Regions from separate parts of the Sus scrofa genome. Here region 1 is linked to region 2. The links are chromatin contacts, called in public HiChIP or PLAC-seq maps. All regions are on one chromosome and are shown on one strand. The core of a region is the stretch at or near the end of the contact, and the rest is flanking DNA. Distances in the headings are between cores, read along the strand shown. Region 1 overlaps ZFYVE26 (zinc finger FYVE domain-containing protein 26). Region 2 overlaps RDH11 (retinol dehydrogenase 11).

What was found. HiChIP or PLAC-seq counts read pairs in DNA pulled down with a chosen protein or histone mark.
Region 1: an H3K27ac HiChIP or PLAC-seq map of alveolar macrophages shows a contact between it and region 2. The contact joins two enhancer-like sites. A contact is called at or near these places in 1 of 5 promoter capture datasets (fetal liver), 3 of 47 Hi-C or Micro-C datasets (epiblast stem cells and liver) and 1 of 2 datasets of contacts at active chromatin or transcription factors (alveolar macrophages).

Annotation. Positions count from the first base shown.
Region 1 is chr7:91,530,458-91,536,521 of Sscrofa11.1, forward strand. It overlaps ZFYVE26 (zinc finger FYVE domain-containing protein 26), which reads right to left. Exons shown (of 42, transcript XM_021099396.1): 33 at 5,252-5,399; 34 at 4,786-4,995; 35 at 3,664-3,882. Among named protein-coding and RNA genes, the nearest start is that of RDH12, 52 kb to the left of the region's middle. Within about 2 kb of position 4,779, at least 2 of the 83 cell types and tissues checked have an H3K27ac peak or open chromatin away from gene starts, as enhancers often do. A contact at or near this core is called in alveolar macrophages, where this site is marked.
Region 2 is chr7:91,432,441-91,438,175 of Sscrofa11.1, forward strand. RDH11 (retinol dehydrogenase 11) reads right to left here. Exons shown (of 8, transcript XM_005656347.1): 4 at 4,277-4,381; 5 at 3,300-3,509; 6 at 527-616; 7 at 1-101. Among named protein-coding and RNA genes, the nearest start is that of RDH11, 17 kb to the right of the region's middle. Within about 2 kb of position 2,876, at least 2 of the 83 cell types and tissues checked have an H3K27ac peak or open chromatin away from gene starts, as enhancers often do. A contact at or near this core is called in alveolar macrophages, where this site is marked.

The DNA of each region.
Region 1 (6,064 bases), core at 3,529-6,028, 100 kb after region 2:
CAATTTTGTTCTTCTACTTGTTCAGGCCAAAAACTGTAGCCATCTTTCACTCATACCCCAACATTAGCGGGGAGTCCCTGATGGCCTAGCAGTTAAGGATCATTAGTGGGAGCTCCCCGGTGGCCTAGAGGTTAAGGATCTGGCATCATTACTGCTATGGCGCAGGTTGGATCCCTGGTCTGGGAACTTGACATGCTGCAGTGGTGGCCAAAAAAAAAAAAAAAAAAAGTCATTAGCAAATTCTCTTGTCTCCATCTCGAAATACAGAGTATCTGAATGTAGCTGGCCACTTCTCACCCCTTCTATGCACTACCCTAGCCCAGTCATCATAACCACTTGCCTGGAAGACTGCAAGGGTCTCCTCTCCGGTCCACCATCTTTCACTCCTGCCTCTTTTTTGTTAAATCTCATGTCAACCAATCAACCTGAGTGATTCCATTAAAAGACATCATGTGACTACTCTGCCCCAAATCTTCCAGTGGTTTTTCGTCTCACTCAGCACAAAGCCCAAGTCCTCATAATGTCTATAAGGCCCTATATGATCTGGTCCCTGTTAGCTTTCTGACTTTACCTGTCACCACCCTTTCCTCAGCTCACTCTGCTCAAGCCACCCTGGCCTTTGCGCTTGCTCTCAGCCTGGACCACATCCCCCACAATCCACATGGTTCACTCCCCTCCTAGGCCTTTCCTCAGATGTCGTCCTGGGCATCCTGTCTAAAATTGCACAATTTTCCCATTCCTTCTCTTCCACTTTTTCTTTTTACTCACCAGCTACACTGCATATTTCATTTTTGTTATTGTCTCTCTCCCTATTATAATGTAAGTTTTGTAAGAGCAGCTATTTTTGCCTGATTTTTTCCCCCCACTGTTGTCACTTTAGTGCCCAAGATAGTCCTTAGCTATTTGATAACTATTTCTTGGATGAATGAATACATGAGAAACATCATGGACCAACGCCTCAGGAAAGTAGACACATGTACTCATACTCTCACTTCTGAAGTTCATCAGAGACCCTGAGTCATAAACCCCCATTCCATCGTCATAGAAAGAAAATCATCTGGCCCTTTAGACTTTAGATTAGGAGTAAGGAATGGGGAGTAAAGGATGGTTATAAACTCAGGGTGGGATAGCCATGCCGGCCTTGCACTGGGCACAAGCCGTCTAAAAGTGGAGGGGACCTGGGTTTTGAGAACATCTGGGGTGAGTGAGGGCCCCTTTCCCAATTTTGGCTTTTCCTAAAAACTTAAACCTAACCCAAAAGTTGTAAGACACATTTTAAGAAACAGGGGGATCAGCTACATTGGAAAGCTGGAATTCCTCAGGAGAGCGACCCCTTAAGAGCTTCTGTTTCATCCATTCATCTATCCACTCACTCATTCATAACCAGCACTAGGGCCTAAGACACCAGATAAGGTAAACATGGGTCTCCTCGGTCCAGGTGGGAAAACACAACTATAAATGAACAGTTGCGATTCTTATGCAATAACAGAGCTATATTCTAGGTACAGTGGTGGTTATAGGAAGAGGTAAAGGCTCAACAGAGAGGGTCTGGAAGAATAAACAGGAGTGTTTCAAGAAAACAAGGAGGGGTCTGGCCTTCTAGGCAGGGTGATCAGCAGTGCAGACTCATGGACATAAGAAAGTGCAAGGTACAGGCAGGAAAATTTAAGTAATCCAGCAGGTCTGGACTATAAAGCACAGATAGGATTTGCAGTGAGAATAAACTGGAGAAATATGGGGAGCTGGTCCTGCTGGGTCCTGTACTCATAAGGAATCTGGACTTCATCTTGTGGCCATGAAGGACCCACCTTTTAGAGAAACAGGAATAACATGAATTAGGAATAACATAAATAATATGTATTATGTTTTGAAAAGCCCACTCTGGGATAGTGTGGTGGTAAGTGGTGAAAAAGCAAAGAATAGGGCTAGAAACACCACATCTTCCATGTTCTGGCATTTAGTCAGTTTGCACAATGTTTTTTTGTTTTGCTTTTTTTCCTGTTGTTCCCCACCTGCTTGAGAAGGTAAGATATTTCAGTTCACGGGTAGCTGTGATTACAAGAGATAAAAAGAAGACTTTTCTCCTAGCTCTGACTAATGTAAAGCGGGGGCAGTGCTGTCGTCAGCTTATACCGAAATAAGTAAGTAAGCAGCTTAACGCTCTGGACTGGTCATCAGTTAGAAGAAACAGAACTGGGTGGGGTAAAGCAGTTTCACCTCACAGCTCATTTGGAAACCGAGGAAAAGGAAAAAGGTTAGGAATTAAACACCAAATAATATAATTTTTACGATGGTATTGGGAGCCGATTAATAGTTAAGACACAGTAGCTATGGCAGTATGAAAATATTGCCCTTTCACTGTCCTGTAGCAGGTACAGTTATCATACTCTGTGTACTGTTGACTCACCTGGAGAAATGCTGAGAAGTTTACCATCTGTAAGCTTTCACTAGCTGCCATTTTGGATGAGGGCAGCAGACCGAAACTAAAGTGTAAGTCGAATTCCTTTAATTTTATATGAAATTTTGTACGAATCGGTCAATTCCTCAGAAAATTTTCATGGGATATTCCAATAAAAAAGGGAAGGCCAAAGGGTCAAGCCAAGTCCTGACTTGGCTTAACCATAGCTCCAAAGAAATACTGTACTTCAGGGTGCCTTGGCCTCCTGTGAGAGGAGGGCAGAGGATGTGAGGTGGGGAGGAAAGGAGAGCACACTCTCATCCCATGAGACTCTTGAGGCCCAAATAAAGGATCTGTGCCTTGGGTGCTTCCTGGCCTTTGCAGTAACAACTCTGAGTGGATGAGCAGCTGGGTCAGTAGCAGGACACGATCCCAGGGCAGGTGGGAGGTGTGTGGAAACAGAGAGGTTAAGCAATTTGTCCACAGTCACACACTAAGCATCTTATTCCAGAGACCATGCTCTGAGCTATCATGTGGTTCTGCTATACATTTGGGGAGAAGGGATAACATCTGTCACTGACAATCAGAAGGGTAATCTTGGAATACTACTGAGTCATAAAAAAGAACAAAATAATGCCACTTGCAGCAACATGGATGGAAAGAGAGAGTCTCACACTAAGTGAAGTAAGTCAGAAAGAGAAAGACAAGTACCGTATGATATCACTTATATGTGGAATCTAAACTATGGCACAGATGAATCTATCTACAGAACAGAAACAGACTCACCGACATGAAGCTCAGACTTGTGGTTGCCAAGGGGGAAGATGAGGGAATGGCATGGATGGGGAGTTTGCAATTCATAGACGCAAACTATTACATTTAGAATGGATAAGCAATGAGGTCCTGCTGTGTAGACAGGGAACTGGATCCAATCACTTATGATAGGGCATGACAGAAAATAATATGAGAAAAAGAGTGTGTATAGATGTATGCCTGGGTCACTTTGCTGTATAGAAGAATTTGACAGAACACTGTAAATCAACTATAATAAAAAAATTAAAAAGGAGAAGAAGGGCAATCTGAGATTCAGGTGAAGACTTAATGCACACTCATCCAACTGTGATGTGGTTAGACAGAATCTTCCACTGGGACCTGACTGTGCCAGAGGTGGTCTCATAGCTCAACCCTGGGTTAAGTATAAGGGGGGGTTAAAGCCCTGAAAGTCAGGTGGGTCAAGCCAGCAGTGCCACGTTTGCATGTCCCACCTTATGGAGGAGGTGCAGCAGGGCCTCCCGGAGGCAGCTGTGCCGCACGTAGAAGCTGATGATGGCCAGGTTGGTGCTGTAGTTATGCAGGTAGAAGAGGCATTCTTGGTAGTAGGTGTTGTTCATGATCTTCCCTTCGGGAATCACCTCCAGAGAGAGGCTCTGGGTCCGAAGTGTAGCTTCCAGCTCTTTCAAGGTGGCCAGGTAATCGTCATCTTGCTACCAAGAGAGGAGAGGGTATGAGGGAAGAGTGCCACTCAGGAAACGCCCAGCCTCCGAGAATATTGCTTTCAAAGATGGCTTAACAAGGTAGAAAAAAGCCCACTCTGTAGTTTTTTTTTTTTTTTTTTTTTGCGTGTGTGTCCTTTTAGGGCTGTGCCCTTGGCATAAGGAAGTTCCCACACTAGGGGTCTAATCGGAGCTGCAGCTGCCAGCATATGCCACAGCCACAGTAACAAGGGATCAAAGCTTCGTCTGTGGCCTACATCACAGCTCATGGCAATGCCAGATCCTTAACCCACTGAGCGAGGCCAGAGATCGAATCCACATCCTCATGGATCCTAGCAGGGCTCATTTCTGCTGAGCCACAAGGGGAACTCCCACTCTGCAGTTTTATGGGTAGGAAACAGGCAGGATGTAACATTATAGATATTATCAACTGTATAACACAATTTAATTCAAAAAATAACAAAATACTTGCCAAAATCTAAATACTGCCAAAGTCTGGGTATAGGATTATAAGTGATTTTCATTGTTTTAAAAGCAGCTTTCCGTAGTGTCCCCCCCCTTTTTTTTTTTTTTGGTCACAGCCATGGCATGTGGAAGTTCCCAGACCAGGGATTGAACCCACACTGCAGCAGCAACCTGAGCCACAGCAGTGACAATACCAGATCCTTAACCTGCTCTGCCACCAGGGAACTCCCTATATTTTCTTTTTTCAAAAAAGAAGATTGACTCTTTATTACTTATCTGACCATATATAATGGGAAGAACAAAATCCAAACCTGACAGCTCAGAGCCAGGGCTGCTGCTGTCAGCTGGATGGAGGCTGATCCCTTCCCCAGGCCTTTACTGCTCCCGGGCCTCCCACTCTGAGCTGATGCTCTGCTCACGTGCTCTTACCACGGACAGGAGTGGCCTCGCCGTGGACTCCAGATACTCGACCACATCCTGTACCAGTCTGGAGCCATGACTCAGCTGATTGAGGTCGAAAGGGGGCTTCAGACAGCGACTGAACTTCTCCCGTGCAGCGGTGAGGTTTCCAGCTTTGAGGCAGGCCATGCCCCACGCGTGCCACGCCCCAGTGGTATCAAGGCCAGTCTTTGTGGAGACCTGGAGGGAAAGCTGCTCTCTTAGGAGGGGTACCTACAGCCAGGCCTGAGCCTTCCAAAGACCTAGCCTATCCCCTTGTTGCCAATCATCTCCCTCCCGACCCCTGCACCTGCTATTCCTCCCACACGGGCAAACTGGTCACCCTAGATGCTCCCTGTGGCCAAGGACAACTGAGGAGGTGGCAGTTCCCATCCGCAAGGTTAGGCAAAGGTAACTCGTTGCAGCGGGGTAGATGTCAGCCTGGTCAGAGCTTCACCTCAACGCCCAGTTGATAGTACTCTGCTTCCAAGAGCTGGTTCCTTAGCCTGGTTACCGCAGCCGGTTGCAAGATCTGATCCAGAGATGGCACGTGGCGATAGGCGGCAGCAACTAAAATATTCAGCACGTCTACCTTGCTGATGTAGCTGCAGGGAGGAAAAGGACAGTGATGCGGTTCCATGGGGTCTTATCAGAACAGGTGTTGCTATTGCATTTCCAGGGTGAAAGGTGAGCATGAGGACTGCGAGGTACATGGGCAAAAAGGCTCTGGAGTCAGACACTCTGAGTCTCAACTCCATCACTTAGCAGCTCTGTGACCTGGGCAAGTTAGTTAACCTTCCTCTGCCTCAGTTTTCTCATCTTTAAAATGGACATAATGACAGGGAGTTTTACAGATAAAACGAGGGCCTAGGATGGTGTCTGGAGCTCTGCAGGCACTCATCAAATGTCAGATGTCAATACACAGAGCAGGGACACCCTGGGACACTCAGGTCTTTTATTTGAGGCAAGGCCTTCACGCTGAATGAATGTTGGGCGCTCACCAGCGACCTGTTGCTTTTTGGTTCTTTTGAACCCTTGCTTGGGAGAGCGTATACAGACTGTACCAGGGTCCTGCATTCCTGGTCCATACAGAGGCCACATCATTACCATTCCCTGGAGGTGCTGGTAGATTCTAGTGTCCTGGACTTGACATCCTCTCCCTGGGTTACGGATGGATTCTTGTTACTAGGACAGCTGCCTATGATCTTACTCCTGACACCTGGTGATTGCAAAAACCTTCTAACGACAGAGCCCAGAAAGCTGGATCATT
Region 2 (5,735 bases), core at 1,626-4,125:
GAAGGAGAAAAGCCACCAAATCCATCTCAGGAGGGATGAGTGCCGAACCAATTCAGAGTCAACTGTGCCAGGGTGTACTGAGTATGTTGTAACGCCAGAGCCTGTTGTGGGGGTACCATGTAGAGAAAGGAAGACAGGACTTGATGTTGCCAAACGGCCAAAGAGAACAAATGACATGAATAAACATTTGCCCTACGTGGACTCCCTTCCCATGATGTTATCTCAAGCACTCCTCCCAGTAATTTATATCTCCATTTCAAAGATTAGGATTAAGGCTCAGAGAGGTTATTAACTGTTAGGAAGCAGCAGAGTCAGGACCTCTCAGAAGCACTTGACATTGTTGACCATTCTCTTCCTAAAGTTTCCTTTCCATTGGCTTCCATGACTCCATACTTCTGATTTTTCTAAACTTTCTGGGTGCTCCCTCCAGTTTCCTGGACCAGTTAATTAGTTTCTACCCAAACTTTAAATGTTAAGAGTTCTCATGGCTCACTAAACTCCCTCTTTGTAACTTTAGAACACTCACTTTTGCCGTCAGACTGCCCAGTTTCAAATCTCAGCTTTATCGCTGTGTGACCGTGGGCAAGTTCCTGATGTTGTGACTTAGTTTCTGCATCTGTAAAATGGGGATAATTACAATATCTGCACCTCGCAGAATTGTTCTGAGGATTAAATGAGTTCCTATGTAAAAGAGCTTAGAATAGTGTCTGGCGCATAGTAAGTGCTAAATGATATCTATTTCAGGACCAATTTTTCTTTTCTAGAAACTTTGGGATCAGAAATGATTCCAATTTTTTTCCCTGAGTTTATAAAGATAATTCAATTATATATATATATATATATAATATACATGTATATATGTATATACATATATAATATACATATAAATGTCTATTACCTACTCTCCCTAGTACAGGTGAAGTTTTTATCAAGCTTATGAAAAAACTGAATTTTCAGGTCTTTATGGATTTCACAATCGCAGATAAAGGACTGTGAACTTGCATTATTTTCCACTTGATGTCTATTCTAGATGACCCATAGTAATGCAGACTCAGAGGTCCAAATTGACTTCATATATTTAAGGCCAAACCTGGTTCTAACAGTGTTTGCCTGACTTGTTGAAAGAACCAGTGAAAGAAACCTGGTTCTTTTAAGGAGGCAGGCATAAAGGACCAGTTTTTAAGAATTCCCCATCTCACCATGCACCTCCAGCCAACGAGCACTCTGGTTTTCACATCCTAAATATCTCTCAGCAGTGTCCACTACCCTCCATCTCCACCACCACGGTCTAAGCTAACCTTATTTCTTACCCCAACCACCGAAATCATGTGCTGCATGCACTCTTGCCCCTATCTTTAAAAAGGCTTTCATTTTAAAGGTTTTGCAATGTTCTTAGAATAAACACTGATCCTTACCGTGGCCCCTATGGAGTTCACCTCTGCCTCACCAATCTCAGCTCAGACCTCCATTCCTCTTGCTTTCTACATTCTAACTATGAAGGTCTTGTCTCACTTTCTCAAGTGGAGCCCAGACTCTTCCTTTCACCTGGAATGTTCCTCCGCCCCCTCTGCTGCCTCACCCAACTCCCACTATAACCCATTTAATTTCTAATCATCCTGCAAGGCCTCAGCCCGGAACGCACTCCCTCAGAAAAGTCTTCCCTGAGCCCTCAGACTGAATAAGGGTCCCGCCACTGCCCCCCAACCCACTATAGGTCCTTGTAATTCCCCTTTAGAGCATTTGTCACCATTTAAATTAAACAACAACAAAAAGCAAACCAGATATTGCCAAGGAAAGGAATAAACTAAGGCATATCTATACTATGAAACACAATGCAGCCAACAAAAGGAATGCGGAAAATGTACCATATGGAAAGATCTCCAAGACATCGTGTTGGAATTTCAGTTCCTTACGTACAGTGTATACATTAAGTGCACAAGGAAATGATTGGAAAGGTGTCTATCAAGTTGTTGACAGTGGTTTCTTGAAGGGATCAAAGTAGGAGGGGGAGAGAGGAGAATAGGTGAAGGGGATTTTTCACCTCTATATACTTCCATATTATTTGAACTTTTTACAGTGAGAATGATTCATGCATTTCTAGATTTATTCTGCCATTGTATACATACTTGTGAACTACCTCTCCCCCCTGCCGAATGTGAACCACTCCACCTCGGAGCCCCTAATCCAGTGTGTAGAACAGCACGGACACTGAATACATGGCTGTTGAATAGATGACTCTTGCATCATGCCCAGGTTTCTTTCATTGCATCACAGCTATTTAACCTTCACACCTGTTAGGTTTCCTCACTCAAGTATCCTCTGCTTCCATCTCATCCTCGCAGCTGGGCCCATCTCTCTACCTCTGGGCCATCCTTGCTCCGTGATCAACCTGTGGGTAGTTTTCACCTTCCAGTTACCCTGGTCCTTCCCAAGCTGATAAAGGATGTTATGCCCTGGGCATAGACTTTCCTCCCCATCTCACAGCTGTCCATGTGGTTTGATGAGCCTGTTCCAACAGGGGGGCACCTGTGTCTGATTCCTTCAGACTGAACTCTGCCTGCCTCAATCCTAAGCAACTCTAATTGTCCACCTTGGATTTCCTTTCTCTTTATTGGAAATCCAGAGTAGACCATGCTAAGGACCTCTGTTTATTTATAACTCCCCTCCCCAAACATACATTTCCCTCTTATTTGACCCTTTGCTGTTAGGCAGACCCCTTCCAGATCCCAGCACCTCTTTTATCCCAATGGCTATAGTTAGTGCCAACTCTCAGCCTTCCCTTCTGTCTAGTTTCACTATGAGTCAAAAACCATGACTTGCTCATGAAGCTTGCATTAATCATGATAATAACCTATGAAGCAGCCCCATTTTACATTTGAGGAAATAAGTCTTGACAAGTTAAGCAACTTGCTGCAGGTCATGCAGCTAGAGTGCTAAAGCCAAGCCTTCAGACTCAAAGTCAGAATTTCCCCATCACCTGCCAGCTATCTCCAATATTCAGGTGTGAGCTCTTTAACTAAAACCAAACCCAGGTGGAAGCAGGTCCCGCCCAGGGGATGGGCTCCAGGAAACAGTTCCCATTCCCATGCCTTTTATATCTCCATTGATTTGTATCTCAACACTCATTTTTTCCTTTTTTTAAATTTTATGTAATGATTTTTATTTTTTTTTTCATTATAGCTGGTTTACAGTGTTCTGTCAATTTTCCACTGTACAACATGATGACCCAGTTACACATACATGTATACTTCTTTTTTCTCACATTATCATGTTCCAAGCACTCATTCTTCTAAGCCTACCTTTTAGCCTCCGGGCCAGTTCCTGGGTGAAGAGAACATTGGCTAACTTGCTGTTACAGTAGGCCAGACCCGCATGGTAGAACTTCTCACCCTGCAGGTTATGGAAGTGGATCCTTCCCATGTGATGTGCTAAGGAAGACACATTCACTACCCTTGATGGGGCTGATTCCTTCAGCTTCTCTAGTAACAGATGGGTCAGGAGGAAGTGACCTATGAGAAAAACTAGAATTAACAGAGGTCAGGGCCAATGTGAGGGTGAAGGGAGCAGTGGTGAGCAAGGCTCAGCTATATATAGCAGGGAGAGAATTAAAGAATAAGGCTTTTTGGAGTTCCCTGGTGGCCTAGCAGGCTAAGGAGCTGGCATTGTCACTGCTGTGGCTCAGGTCACTTCTATGGCTCAGGTTGAATTACCTGGCCCAGGAACTTTTGTATGCCATGGGTGCAGCCAAAAAAAAAAAAAAAAACAAAACAAAACGGAATAAGGCTTTTTGCCTCATTATTTCATTATCAACGACAGAACAAGTTCAGGGAGTGTTTAGGAAAATAGAAACAATCAAAGACTTAAGACATCCTTCCTATAACATAGGACTGGATTATGTGAATGTGAATATCAATATGAAGTCTTGTCTTGTTCCAACTTTAGCATCACTCTTTAAGGACAGGTGGCCTCTCTACCTGAAGCTGACCACAGGGATCACTACAAATAAAGCAACACAGCCCCTAATCCAGTCAGCTTCTTCAAAAACATTCTAGGGGAAATTAAATCTTAACCACAGATTAAAAAGTAGGAAGACCCTCCAGGGAGCCTCAAGTTAATCCCTGAGCTTTTAGGCAGGACCACACTTTTATTATACATCTATGGTCCATTATGGCCCAGGGGTCCAATCACACCACAAAAAAGGTTCAATATGACTCCTAAGTTTTCCAAGGAGAACTTCAGTTTCCCTGTAGCTTTGTGACGAGACAAGATTTCTCACCTAAGTGGTTGACTCCCATGTGCGTCTCAAAGCCGTCTGCTGTCTTGGAGTAAGGACACATCATCACTCCTGCATTGTTGATCAAAATGTGGAGATGCTTTTCTTCTGCAGGAAGAGGAGATGGAGTGTGGAGGTGGGCAGCCACAGCAGTTACACCTTCCAAATCCACCCCACACCCAGGCTTTGAAATGGGGATCCATGGCTTCCATCTTTCCGCTATTTTCCCTTCGTACTTATTTTGTATTGTTTTTCATTTTAGGACTTTAGTTGAATCCTATATACTTTCACTACAGGGCAAAATTCCACTTGACACTACCAAAAGGCCTTTCCAACCTTTCCAATTCAGGAGCTACTACCTGCTTTGGGGAAGGGTTCTGTCTATCTCTCCCAACAGCAAGACTTCCCAAGCTGAGCAGGAAATGCCAAAGCAAAAGAAAAAAGGATTTTTTGTGTGCCTCCCTGCCACTGGGATTCAGGTCCCCGAAGAAACAGTGGTTTCACCTCTGTGTTGCATCTGCCAACTCTCTCTTATGGCTTATTTTCTCACATGCTTTGTAGTTTCTGACTAAAAGTGTTTATCAGTGGCAGCTGTTTTTCCTGGGAGGCTTAGATCCCTGGGTTATGAGGGAGGAAGCCTACAGAGTACTCTTGTACTTGCTTTTGATGAGATTCTATAGGGCTTTATGTTAACTTCTCAGCTCAAGTTTCTTACACCATTTGATAGAGTGAATGAAATCCCCCCCACAGGAAGTTCCTGTTGTGGCTCGGCGGTAATGAGCCCGAGTAGTATCCACAAGGTCACAGGTTCGATCCCTGGCCTCCCTCAGTGAGTTAAGGATCCAGCATTGCCGTGAGCTGCATTGTAGGTTGCAGAGGGGCTTGAATCTGGCATTGCTGTGGCTGTGGTGTAAGCCAGTGGCTACAGTCCGATTCAACCCCTACCTGGGAACCTCCATATGCCGCCAGTGCAACCCTAAAAAGACAAAAATAAATAAAAACCAAAAAAAAAAAATCCCCCCCCCCCAACAAATGATGCCAGCCTGAAGTTCTAATTTCTTGCAGATGACCCTTTATCCATTCATGTTCTAAAGAGAGGATAAGCTTCTATGTCATATCCCTGAGCTGGTGGCCTGGATTTTTTTTTAAAAGCCTGGTACTATGGACCAGGTAGCTTTTTGTGAATCACAATCTCGTGTGGAGCCTCAGACAGAGCAACACAGCCCTCAGCACCCTGAGGTCTCATCTCCTATCCCTGTATGGGTATTTGGCCACCAGACCTTAAAGCCCATACTGAGTTCTTGTACATCTAAGAGATTTTTGGCTTTAGCTCTTTTGCACTGCTATGACTTTCTGAATTCACTTTTTGTTTCTGCCTCTTGAGGATTTCCCTTCATTACTAATGAGTTCAGCTCTGAATCAGAAGTCTGGGGTTATATCTTGTCTAGCATTTCTATGTGTC